Linked DNA regions of Mus musculus: all the other regions are linked to region 3. A link is a contact called in public Hi-C data. All regions are on one chromosome and are shown on one strand. The core of a region is the stretch at or near the end of the contact, and the rest is flanking DNA. Distances in the headings are between cores, read along the strand shown. Region 1 holds the start of Dmac2l (distal membrane arm assembly complex 2 like). Region 2 overlaps Sos2 (SOS Ras/Rho guanine nucleotide exchange factor 2). Region 3 overlaps Nemf (nuclear export mediator factor).

Region 1 (4,192 bases), core at 1,643-4,142, 390 kb after region 3:
CCCAGCAAGCTGAGGGCATACATACCTAAATCTTTCTCCTTTTCCACCACACCAATCGAAAGTCCAGGATGTTTCAGGATGAGCGTTCTGGCAGAGGCAAGGCCCACAATTCCACCTCCAACGATGACTATATCAAAAGAGCTTTAAGAGAAAGCAAGCTTTAAGAATTTCAATTTAGGAGCTGGAGAGATGGCTTGGGGGTTAAGAGGCCTGGCTGCTTTTCCAGAGATCCTAAGTTCAATTTCCAGCAACCACACGGTGACTCACAACCATCTGTAGTGGGGTCTGCTTTTGGCTTCTGATGTGCATGAAGATGGAGCATCCACATATTTATGTTTATAGACCTCACCAAACTTCACTTGCATAATTCTCATTAGGGAGCAATTAAAGTACTAATTTATAACATGTCATTTATGTATTATATGACACATATCTCATTACATAGCACATACCATTTATACTATCATTTGCCCTTTGCCCTCCCAGACAGAATCAGATACTTAAGTTCTGCTGGGACCATAGTCTCTGCATATGAACCTTCTTCAGCTTCACTCTGATCATGATGGAGCTTTTATCATAGGCTCCTGGGTGGCAGGGAAGGAGTCAGGGGAACCATGGATGAAAGTGAACCAAAGGATGGTGAGGGTGGAGGCCTCCTACATGAGACAACCAGCAGATAGATGCCTCTACCTGAGGATAGGTTATGGGAGGATAGGTTATGGTCAAGGTTTTCTCTCCAGAGATGCTTTCAGAGGCCCATAGACCTTAGCACAACCAATCATGTTATAGGCACCATCCTAAGCTTAGAACCTAGCATGGAGGCCCCCAAACCTGCCAAAATGGGAACACAGACCAAATCCAGCAAAGACCTAGTCCACAGTTACAGGATCCAGGAAAGTCCCTAAACCTTACTTTTTGGCTGGTATCACTGCTGACTATTAGAAAGCCAGCACTTGGCAGATACTGTTCATTCATGTTGCTACCAGGGCAGCTGCTATAGCCCAGTGTCTGGCAGAGCTGTGGGCAGCTGTCAGGGCTCGTCTTTGGTGATCCTCAAAAGCTCACTAATAACCGGGCCCTGACACCTTAGAGGGCACCCGTGTCCAGGCCCACAATAGAGCATTTCTATGCCCAAACTGAGATTACACAAAATATGATTAAACTGTATAGAGCTATACACAGAACACAGAATGCACATAAATTTGGTAAAACCTGAATGTGTGCATTGTATCAACATTAACACCAAGGCAAATGGTGGGACAGGAGGAAGGTGACATAAAACCATTCTATAATTTTTGCAACTTTCTATAGGTCTACAATTGTTTCAAAATAATCAGTATTTTAAAAACTGGGATAAGAAAATGGTTAATTGGCAAAGTGCTTGCCATACAAGTGAGGACTTGAGTTTGTACCCAAAGCACCTTTATGTAAGGGCATTCCTTGTTCAACCCATGTAACCTTGGGATCAGGGGCAGGGAGACAGGCAGATCCCTCGTGCTTACTGAGCAACCAACCAATCACCTCAAGAGACCCTATCCCCCACCCCATCCCTCTCCTGCCCCGAGGCAGTGGAGGCAAACACCTTTAATCCCTGCAGACACTGAAGATCTCTGAGTTCAAGGACAGCCTGGTCAACAAGATAGCCAGGATACAAAGAGAGACCCCATGTGGAAAAAGCAAGTGACAGATAGAAACACACACACACACACACACACACACACACACACACGGAGGGGGAGGGAAAAAGGGAGGGGGACAGGGAGAGGGAGAGAAATTGGGAGAGATCCAGTCTCAAAAGTTAAGGTGGCGCAGGTTGGGTGGCACGTGCCTTTAATTCCTGCACTAGGAAAGGAGTGGCAGGTTGATAGCTTGAGGCATTAGAGGCCAGCCTGATCTACACCGGAGTCATAGGACAGCCAAAGGAAAACAAACCAGTACCGTTTAACATGCTTTAAACGCGTCTTAAACAAAAACACTGCCCCTCTCCAGGGTCGTGCCACACCTCGGTCTGCCACTAAATCCATTCGCATGGTCTACCTTGTCTCAAACAATCAAAAGCTCCCCCACCCCCACCCCTCCACCCCGCCCTTAAAGCTTTCACACCGAACACTGTATTTGCCAGCTTTCCTAGGCAGCTCACAGTAGGCAACTGAGTTGCTTCTAGTGAGGACAACTCTAGTGTGTGCAAGGAACTGACCCACAGAAGCCAAGTTCTGGATTTTCCAAGCAACACAGGGGATGATAGTTAAGAAGCTGCATACTTATTGGCAGTGTGCTAGGTCTTTTAATCTTCAAAGTGACCACCTAGGGGCCAGACTAGGATCCTAGTCACCAGTCACCCTTTAGAGTGGTTAAGAAATGGAGAGGAGTTGTGTATTCGGAGCCAGATTAGCTCCGGACCTCAACTCAACACTGCCTTTCCTATGGCGCACAAACGCAGTGGACGAACCCTGCGGGTCAGCAGCTCCTGGGATTCGAGGCTGGACCACAGAATCAGGACTTCCTCGCCGGGGACAGAGACATCGAGTCGGGGGACACAGACAGGTTCAGTTGGAGATCCCTGAGCGGAACAGCAAGTGCAGGCCGCCGCCTCTCACTTACCTGGTGCTGGAGCTTCTGCGGCCACCCCCGCACAGTAGCCCGGGCACCCCGGACGCCGGTCCACTTGCGCGGAGGAAGCCCCCAGCCACGCAGTACCGGGCCAGTCCGCAGACACCGCCTACGTAGCGCAGGGTCGGCCACATGGCCTGCGCCACCTCCCCTCCCTCCACCCCAGCACCCGCAACCTGAACGGACTCTAAGGGTGAAGCGCGCCGCTCTCCAGCCCCGCCCCCAGACGAGAGCCAATGAAACACGCGCGTTTGCCTGACGTGGGCGTGGTCTCCGCTGGCCAATGAGCGAGCGCCGTGGAAGGAAAAGACCGAGGGCGAAGGGCCGGCCAGGCGCAGGGACGCAGCACGCCGTGAGTAAGAGGAGCTAGGGCGAAGGCGGGGACCGGGTGGTGGTTCCACTCTCCGGGACCTCCGCCCGCACAGGCTTGACTGGACGCCGGCGCTGTTCCGCCAGAGAAGGCTGGGCATGTCGGGGTGACCCCTGGCTCCTGCGGCCTCTCCTTCGGCCACGCCTCCTGGTCGGTTGGCGACGCTGTGGCCCGGGAGCTGGGGACTAAGCCACCTCCTGCCGCTCCCTGTCACTACCCTGCTGATTGCCCGCAGGTTTCTGGGCCCTTCATGGGGCTCCTGGTTGGTTGTTCATTCAACCACTGACTCAGCTTGTAAATATCGGGCGCTGAGCTAGGCGCTGGATGAAAGTAGACGGCTCGGTCTCTGTCGTCATTTAGTGTTGTTTTTTTGGTTTCTATTATTGACTTGTATATGTGCCTATGCGAGCTTATTGCAACAGGTATGTGCAGGAGTTTGTGAGACCAGAAAGGGGAGTACAGGATCGCCTGGAACTGGAAATTCTGAGCTGCCATGTGGGTGCTGGGAATCTAGGCCCTCAGGTAAGACCAGTTAACAGTCTTAACCATAGAGCCATCTCTCTAGCCCCAAACTTTTCTTTATTAATTTACATCTCTGCCCCAGCTTCCCCTTCCTTCTCTCAGGCCTTCCTGACTAAGCCAGCTCAGTCAACAGGTTCTCCAGGGAGGGATGAAAAAATTGAAAAGAAAAAGACAATTAGACAGTACTATTAACATAACCCTAGCCCGTTCTGAGGTTGAAGCAAGGTTATTTTTCCTCCAGTCAGTCTGCTTTTATACAATTCTAAGTACATGCAAAGAATAAGGTCAGTCCTAAGTCATAAACAGAGTTAAGGAACAAAGCCTAAACAAAGGTGCCATGATAGTTGTATTCAGAGTCTTATCAAGACCCATCAAAATACAAAATAACTCTGTCCTCAGCTGTGTTCATCTTGAGCCTACTTCCCAGTCCTGGCCCAACCTCAAATTCTTGCCAAATTTTTAAAAGCAGGCATCCAAAGCGCTGTAGCCTTCTTCTCACTATCGACCCCACCCCCACCCACCCACTTAGGAAAAGGGGCAGCCTCCTATGGATATCAACCAGCCACTGTATGTGACGTTGCATAAGACTAGACACATTCTCTCCTCTTGAAGCTAGACAGGGCAGCCCAGTAGGAGAAAAGGGTCCCAAAGGCGGGCTCCTGCTTATCCCACTTGAAAACCAAGCTACGG
Region 2 (4,542 bases), core at 742-3,241, 320 kb after region 3:
GTGACCGTTACTACTGAGATGGGATTGTTCTCAGTAATCTGATGTGCAGAACACTTTGTAACAGTCAAATACGACTTTTATTTTTAAATGTAAAAAATATGTTCTCTTTTTTTTGTCTAGAAAATTAAACATCTTTAGAAATCAACGGATTTCTCGAATGGTTATTAAACATATGGTCTATGAGCTCTTGGAACCCATTTAGATTTATAGATCATTCCGTGTCAAATACTCTCATTAACTCATTCCCATCACCAGAATCACAAATACAGTTATTTGCATGTTTAGCTAAGCACATGACTGTCTCTTGTGACAAACAAGAGACTGTGAAAAGGAAGTCTGAAACCGGGATCAGCAAACTACAGTATACATGCCAAATCCTGCCCACTCTCTATTTTCATGAAGTTTACTGGCACACAGCCCATGCTCATTTGTTTATAGCTATTTTTGCTACCAGAGTAGAAATGAGCAGTTGCAAGTGAGCCTGCAACAGCTACCACCTCCCTTTTGTGGGTTCTCGGGGTTGCTGCTGTTTTATCATTCTGAAACAGAGTACTAACACTCAGCCTGAAGTTAGCTGAGACCTGGCTGTGGACAATAGGTTGTCCTTACTTGCAGCAATCCTCCTGTCTATGGCCCCTGAGTGCTCATATTACAGGTGTGCACCATCATACCCAGTTTTTGGCTGGCTCTTTAAGTACATCCTGCTCTTGAAGTGGACACAAGGTAAAACAAGAAAAGTGGTATGTTTTAAACCTAGATGGAAGTCTTTAATTTGTTTAAAATCCTATTCTTTAGCCAGACAATGGTGGCTCATGCCTTTAATCCCAGCACTTGGGAGGCAGAGGCAGGCGGATCTCTGAGTTCGAGGCCAGCCTGGTCTACAAAGTGAGTTCCAGGAACAGCCAGGGCTACACAGAGAAACCCTGTCTCGAAAAACCAAAACCAACCAAACAAACAAAATCTTAATCTTTTTAGATATTTTTATTGGGCAATTTAAGTTTCTCAAACTTATCTATACTTTCAAAAGCTGGATAGGATAACTAAAATGAATTCGAGAATTTGATTTTTTAAAGTATCTTGATTGTGATAACTTTAGAAACAATATGAAAATTTCTGTGGTTAAATTTGAGTTATGCTGATAAATGTTTAAATCTATAGCATGAGTTGAAGAAATCAAAACCAAAGAGTATCTCAGTTAGAAAAGTCCTAAGGAATTCAGATGTCTGCCACCTGGAGTAAGCAGGGTGACAACGGACGGAAAAAGTTAAACTCAAACTGTCACTGAGGGCAGGTAACATCAAGGAGCGGCCATGTGGTAGTCAGTCACTACCATCCCTCAGGGACTGTTCCTGTCAGCTGTACTTTACTCTCAAAATCACTCAGAATGCGATGGGGTACTTCATACTATTCTTCTACCTTTTCTATCAGCTTAAGTCACTTTCAAAGTAATAAAAAGTATGTAAGCTTGATCTTAGAAGTCAATATAAAAATGACAAATTTCTACAATGAAATGAAAGTGGAAAAACTCAGTTTTTAAATTACAGAGTAATAGATCTCAACTACAGTTAAAAAAATAGTTTTTCCAAATAATACTGCAGCTTGGGAGTCTAACTCAGGCTATTTAAAGCTCTGCAAACACCAGTGTTCTCTAAAACTTCCTAGTGAGTCTCACGTGCAGCCAAGGCTGACAACCCCCAGTGTGTACTGGGCCAGGTGCTGATTACTGCCTCTGTACCCTGGATCCACTGGTACACTGTTTACGTCACACTGTCCTGAGTTCCTTGTCTGCGACATTCCATCTCCCACTAGCACACACACCCTTAACATGGGGGCTTCTGCTATCTTCCCCAGTGCTGTGCTTCCCTTGTTCAGGACCAAGCTCTTCCAACGGTGCTCAGAAGATGAGAAATAGGAGGAGGACAAAGAGCAAGGGAAGGAAGAGGAAGGAGGAACGGAAGACTGCCTGTTCCTCAAGCAGCCCTTAGGAACAGGAAGGATGACTCTGTAATCAGAAGAACGGCAACAGAGTAATCAGAGGGCAGGAGCTTTGTTCTGAGCGGTGCCCAGGTCCTACCAAACTGTCTTAAGATAGCAAAGCATGGTCTTCAAAGTTACTAATACTTAAAACTCCAGAAACAGCTCTGTGTGTTCCCTTTGTAAAAATAAAAGACTCGGGCATGTGTAATGGCTCATGTCTAGAAATCCCAGCCCTCCAGAGGCAGGAGGAGCTCATGACTGACACCAGACTAGGCAGCCTGAGTTATATAGTGATACCCTGTCATTAAAAAGCAGGAAAGGGAAATAACTGAATAAAATAAACATTACTTAAAACTACCTTTCACCAACTGATTGGATAGATCCCGACACCTCAACCCTCCTGTATACAAAGCCTCCTGATGGAAACGGAGAACTCTCCTCCCTGCCATGATGCTCAACTCTAGAAATTCCAGATTCTGCAAAACCAGTAATTTTCTGTCTTCCAGCATCAGGAATTACAAAAGTTACTAATATACTGCATGGCATGAATATACACCCCTTCAAGCCCAATAACTGGGAGGCAAAGGCAGGGGAACTTCTATGAATTCAAGATCAGCCTGGCCTACGAAACAAGTTTCAGGCCTGCTGGGGATGCATACTGAGACAATGGCTTTAAAACAAAAAGCAATAACTGGGGCTGGAGAGATGGCTCAGTGGTTAGGAACACTGACTGTTCTTCCAGAGGTCCTGAGTTCAACTCCCAGCACCCACATGGTGGCTCACAACCATCTGTAAAGTGATCAGGTGCCCTCTTCTGGTATGTCTGAAGTCAGCTACAGTGTACTTATATACATACATATACATAAATAATCCTTAAAAACAAAAAGGAGAAGAAAGAAAGGGAGCCCTCCATTAAAAAAAAAAAAGCAATAAGCTAGTTTCTTCATGTACTGAAAACCTGAGGCCCAGTGTGATGGTGCGTGCTGATGGTGCATGCTGATGGTGCATGCTGATGGTGCATGCTGATGGTGCATGCTGATGGTGCGTGCTGATGGTTGTAGCATATTAGAGCCTAAATCAGAAGGATTTTAAGGGTGGTCTCAGCTATACAGTGAGTTCAAGGCCAAGCTGGGCTACTCAGTGAAATGTGTCTCAAATAAGCAGAGCAAGGGAGATGCCTGAGCAAGTAAAGATGTGTGTTACCAAGCCTGGTCCCCTGATCCCTGGTGGATGGAGACAGGATGCCTGAGAGGTGTCACCAGCTTCCACAGGTGCACTGTGTGCGTGTGTAAAAACAATTCCCAAATAAATAGCATGGATAAATGTAAAGAAACCGAAGGCAGAGCTCAGTGGCAAAGCGCCTGTCAGGCACATGCAGAGCCCTGGTTCTGATTCCTAGACCACAGAAGGGACTATTTATATCATGTTTCTAGTACTAGCTTTTACTCTATGTGAAATGTGGGAATTTAAAATATAAAAGTCCTGATAACCTTAAAAAAAGAAACTACCTTCATCACCGCTAATTTTAAGAGAAAAACTAAGCCGGGGTGGTGTCGCACGCCTTTAATCCCAGCACTCAGGAGGCAGAGGCAGGCGGATTTCTGAGTTTGAGGCCAGCCTGGTCTACAAAGTGAGTTCCAGGACAGCCAGGGCAGCCTGGTCTATAAAGTGAGTTCCAGGACAGCCAGGGCTACACAGAGAAATCCTGTCTTGAAAAAAGAAAAAAGAAAAAGAAAAGAAAAACTAATGGCATATAGAGTCACTACTTTTTAACACTTACCTTATCTGCACACATGGACACTTTAATGTCTTGCTGAGATATTTCATAATGCCGGATATTAAAAACATAATTACCAGCCAATTTCAAAATATCTGCTGAGATATACTCCAATACAGCCACAATGTAGAGGGACACATGGTAGTCCACTTTATACCCCAAAACTTCCTGTTTAAAAAAAAGTAAGAATTCAATTCCAAAACAAAAGTGTTGTGAAGGATCAGTCAAATGCTTGAAACCCTGCTTAAGAGCTCAGGGGCCTCACTGTGAAGCCCTTGCCTGACGAAAGCAAGGCCTAAGATTGCACTGTAGCACTGAAAGAAAAATTCTTCTGACATTTTTACTCATAAACATTTAAAAGCAGAATATCTCAATATATGGCTGTCAAAGGACAGTGGTTCTTAACCTGTGCTGTGACCCTTTGAGGGGGGGGGTGGTCAAACGATTCTTCCATAGGATCTCCTAAGACCATCAGAGAGCAGATATTTGCACTACAATTCCTAACAATAGCAAAATTACAGTTATGAAGTAGCAACAACAATAATTTTAGGATGGGGGGGTCACCATAATATGAGGAACACAGGGACACAGTGTTAGGAAGGTTGAGAACCACTGCCGTAGGACATAAAAGTGACAGCTGATCCTAGTATTTTTTATCTTACCAAGAAGAAGAGGAGGTGGAGGGAGAAGAGAAGGGGAAAAGGAGAAGATCTAATGTAATAATGGAGCCTTTCATCAAACATTAACCAGTGATTCTAACAGGAAATCTTGAGCTCTGGTTGTGAGGT
Region 3 (4,210 bases), core at 694-3,193:
TTTCTATTTCTATTACTGTGATGAAATGCTACAACACAAAAAAGCAACTTTGAGGAGGATCTGTGTGTTGCGAGAAGCCAAGAAAGAAACTCAAACCAGGCAGAAACCTGAAGGCAAAGCTAATGCAGAGGCAATGGAGTGTTGCTTACTGGCTTGCTCATCCTGGTTTACTCAGCCTGCTTTCTTATAGCATCAAGGGCCACCAGTCCAGGGCTATCCTGTCCCTACCCGAAACAGGTGGGACCCTCCCACATCGAACAACTTATTTTAAGACCAAAGATCTCATTACATAGTGTAAACTGGCCTGAAATGTGGTTATCCTCTGCCTCAGGCTCCAGAGTGCTAAGATAATAGATGTGCAGTTTCTGAGTCTAGGATTTTCTTTTCTTTCCTTTCTTTTTTGTTTTGTTTTTTTTTGTTGTTGTTGTTTGTTTTCCATACAGGGTCTCTCTGTGTAGCCTTAGCTCTCCTGAAACTTCCTCTGTAGACCAGGCTAGGCTTGAACTCACAGATACACAACTGTCTCCCGAGTACTGGATTAAACTTGTGTACCATTACTACCCAGCTGGGGTTTTCTTTATGAAGTATTTTTGAATATTTACTACCTAACTCAGTCTCTTTACTTGTTATGGATTTATTTCAATTTTCTATTTCTTCTATCATATAATCTATACTGAGAATGTTCTCTGTATACTTGTTAGGTGGTGTTCTAAAGATATTGCTAGGTTTAGATATCAATGTGTTCAAGTCTTCTATTTCCTTGTTAATTTACTGTTTTAATTATTCTATTCATGTTCAGTGTTAACATCTCAAAATATTATTGCATATACTTGTATCTACCCAACCCCCAACCCCATTACTGTCTGGTTTCCCCTCATATATTATAAATGCTGGACAAGTATGTTATGACTCTTACATTCATGCAATGTTCTTGTACCATTACATCTTTTTTCATCTTTTTTTGTTGTTTGCAGTACTGGAGACTGACTACTAATTCTTGATTATTGGTTACATTATATTTTCAGGGCCAAAAAAGAAAGCCCTGGGCGTGGTGGCGTATGCCTTTAATCCCAGCACTCAGGAGGCAGAGGCAGGCGGATTTCTGAGTTCGAGGCCAGCCTGGTCTACAAAGTGAGTTCCAGGACAGCCAGGGCTATACAGAGAAACCTTGTCTCAAAAAACAAAACAAAACAAAACAAAACAAAACAAAACAAAACAGCATATTTTCAGGGGCTAGAGAGATGGCTCAGCAGTTAAGAACTGACTGCTTATCCAGAGGTCCTGAGTTCAATTCCCAGCAACCACATAGTGGCTCACAACCATCTGTAATGGGATTCAATGCCCTCTTATGGTGTGTCTGAAAACAGCTGTAGTGTATTCATGTACATAAAATAAATAATTCTTAAAAAAAAAAAAAAAAAGAATGCTATAAAGAGGCCAGAGAAATGGCTCAGCAGTGAAGAATGCACACTGCTCTGGCAGAGGACCTAAGCTCAGTCCCAGAGCCCAACCCCTCCCTGACTCTGCTTCCGGGGAATCAACACTTTCTTCTTTTCTTCAGGATTCAACGGGCACTGCATGGATTACTTGTGTACATCCCCATAGACACACACATGCAAAAATAAAATATATTAAAAAAAAAAAAAGAAAATTCCAGACAATAGAAATATATTACCTGTCGGATTCTTAATTACACAGCTGGTAGCTCCATGAAGATCAGCATGCACATAAATGTCTCCTTAAATAAAAACAAAGTGAAATAATGATACTTTAAGTCCTTTTTCTTTTGTTTTGCTTTCTTACAAATGTTTTACTTTATTTTAAAATTTTATGTGCATAAATGTTCTGGCTGCAAATATGTGAGTGAAGCACCCGTATGCAATGCCTACAGAAGGAAGAAAAAGGAACTCGATCCTCTAGAACTGTGGTTACAGGGGGTTGTGAACCATTGTGCAAGTGCTAGGAACTAAACTCAGATCTGTTGCAAGAGACGTAAGTACTCTTCACTGCTGAGAAATCTCTCCAGCTTGCTTCCTTTCTTTTTTGAAATGGTCTCTTTATGCTACTTAAAGTGGTCCTCTAGACTTAGCCTCTTTAATGGCTCCAACTATAGGTATGCACTACACACCCAGCTTGAAGTCCTATTTGTAAACTGGAAAAATAGTCACAAATTATAGCACCAAAACATTAACCTTTAAAAAATGTGATCCACCATGACTGGAAACTATTTTGTAAATATAGCAGAAGATCAAAAGTCCAAAAAAACAGATTAGCATGGCAATACTACTTTTGATATACCCACTTAACAAAAAGTGGCAAAGACTTCAACAAAATGTAAGCCAAAAAGTGTTAAATCTCTAGTTAATTGTCAAGCAAGAGTAAAGGATAAAAACCAGTGCCTACTAGCAAAGCAACTGATACGCCGTTCAAGAGAAAATCTCATACGATTTTAATCTCACCTGGTGTCAAGTATCTTTTCACAATAATCTCATTCTGCTGCTGATCCCGACCACCTATGATTAAATAGTTCTCTGAACTAATGAACCACAGAAATTTCTCAAACCTATAGAAAGAAAACAAAGTTAACAATTTTTTTATATATATATAAAAAAAGGCCTGAATTCATACCATTTTCAAAACAAAATATAACAAAACAGGAAGTTGCCATGCCTGTATAGAACAAGATATCAGCAATTCTATGGCACAGCTACCATTCAAGCACAGGCAAATCTTACTAAAAACATGTAATACAGTTTTTACAATAGTCTTCCAAGAAATTAGATTCTGTCAGGACATAGTGGCACTTGCCAGTACTGGGGAGGCAGAGGTAAGAGAATCTCTGTGAGTTCTAGGTCACCCAGTGATACAATGAGACTCTGTCTCTGTCAGGGGGAGGGGCAGAAGAGGCAAAGATGGGGAAGAAGAGAAGCAGGAACTAAATTCTATAAAAAAAAAAGTTATCTCACTAGGAATTGTGGGTAAGACATACCGATGTTCCCAGCACTCAGAAGCTGAGGTTCAAGGGCAGCCAGCACAGCTATATATGAACTTAAGGCTAATCTAGGATATCAAACCAAGTCTCTCTCTCTGTCTCTGTCTCTGTCTCTCTCTCTCTCTGACACAGGGTTTCTCTGTGGTGTCACAGCTGTCCTGGAACTCATCCTGTAGACCCAGCTGTCCTCAAATTCAGAGATCTACCTTGCCTCTGCCTTCTAAGCGCCATGTACCACAAACTGCCCAGATATCCGTCTCTGTCTGTCTGTCTGTCTGTCTGTCTGTCTGTCTTTTGGGGGGGGGGACAGGGTTCCTCTGTGTAGTTTTGGCTGTCCTAGAACTCACTCTGTAGACAAGGCTAGCCTTGAACTCAGAAATCCCCCGGCCTTTGCCTCCCAAGTGTTGGTATCAAAGGCATGTGCCACCACTGCCTGGCCTATTTATTTCTTTAAAAAAATTTTTTAATTAGATGTGTATGTGACTATTTGCATATGAATATGTACACATAAAAGCAGGTGGAGCTGGAGTTAGAGAAGATTGTAAACTGCCTACTGTAAGGGCTTGAGAACTTCACTTCACTCTGGAAGAGTAGTACATAGTTCTGAACCACTAAGGCATGTATCTCTCCAGCCCCAAAATTATTTTACTTTATATAGGTAGCATTCTTAAACATAAGGATGGCAAAGCAATGAATTAACTATACAAATCAAAGGTACAAAATATCAAATGCCCAAAGATTCCGCTTTCTTTCATCAGGATACCAAATAGGTTCTGGACCACTGGTAAAGCAAGAAATTATTCCAGGTGGGATGGTACATACCTATAATCCCAGCACCTGGGAGGATGAGCCAAGAGAATCAGAGTTCAAGGCCTGCTTGAGCTATCTAGGGAGATACTGTCTCCCTATGACAACCCTCTCCCCTCCAAAAGAGTACTATTATGGCTTTTCTCAAAAGACAAAGTAACTGGGGTTTTCATTAATTAGTTTATTATCCAGATAGAACGAATAACAGGATGGAGGAATTGCTCAGTGGTTAAGAGTATTTGCTGCTCTTCCAGAGGACCTGGGTTTGATTCTCAGAATCAACATGGCAGCTCACTAGCCGGGCAGTGGTGTGCGCGCCTTTAATCCCAGCACTTGGGAAGCAGAGGTAGGCAGATTTCTGAGTTCGAGGCCAGCCTGGTCTACAAAGTGAGTTCCAGGACAGCCAGGGCT

The links. Hi-C and Micro-C count contacts between places; a contact is called where the count stands out from the background.
Region 1: a Hi-C map of bone marrow-derived macrophages shows a contact between it and region 3, with 18 read pairs. The contact joins the promoter of Dmac2l here to the enhancer-like site in region 3. A contact is called at or near these places in 10 of 39 promoter capture datasets (the 3T3-L1 cell line, 3T3-L1-derived adipocytes, the C10 cell line and 6 more), 1 of 484 Hi-C or Micro-C datasets (bone marrow-derived macrophages), 6 of 115 datasets of contacts at active chromatin or transcription factors (astrocytes, bone marrow-derived macrophages, embryonic limb bud and 3 more) and 3 of 9 other capture datasets (adipose tissue, liver and pancreatic islet).
Region 2: a contact with region 3 is called in a Hi-C map of bone marrow-derived macrophages, with 27 read pairs. The contact joins two enhancer-like sites. A contact is called at or near these places in 3 of 15 datasets of contacts at CTCF or cohesin (the NIH/3T3 cell line, large pre-B cells and pro-B cells), 1 of 484 Hi-C or Micro-C datasets (bone marrow-derived macrophages) and 3 of 9 other capture datasets (adipose tissue, liver and pancreatic islet).

The regions. Positions count from the first base shown.
Region 1 is chr12:69,722,053-69,726,244 of GRCm38.p6, forward strand. Dmac2l (distal membrane arm assembly complex 2 like) reads left to right here and starts at 2,893. Exons shown (of 5, transcript NM_026536.2): 1 at 2,893-2,962. L2hgdh (L-2-hydroxyglutarate dehydrogenase) reads right to left here and starts at 2,822. Exons shown (of 10, transcript NM_145443.2): 1 at 2,602-2,822; 2 at 26-141. The coding sequence starts at 2,744.
Region 2 is chr12:69,644,695-69,649,236 of GRCm38.p6, forward strand. Sos2 (SOS Ras/Rho guanine nucleotide exchange factor 2) reads right to left here. Exons shown (of 23, transcript NM_001135559.1): 4 at 3,758-3,922. Among named protein-coding and RNA genes, the nearest start is that of Gm31679, 22 kb to the left of the region's middle. Within about 2 kb of position 1,992, at least 28 of the 459 cell types and tissues checked have an H3K27ac peak or open chromatin away from gene starts, as enhancers often do. A contact at or near this core is called in bone marrow-derived macrophages, where this site is marked.
Region 3 is chr12:69,329,413-69,333,622 of GRCm38.p6, forward strand. It overlaps Nemf (nuclear export mediator factor), which reads right to left. Exons shown (of 33, transcript NM_025441.3): 17 at 2,460-2,563; 18 at 1,676-1,738. Among named protein-coding and RNA genes, the nearest start is that of Nemf, 26 kb to the right of the region's middle. Within about 2 kb of position 1,944, at least 26 of the 459 cell types and tissues checked have an H3K27ac peak or open chromatin away from gene starts, as enhancers often do. A contact at or near this core is called in bone marrow-derived macrophages, where this site is marked.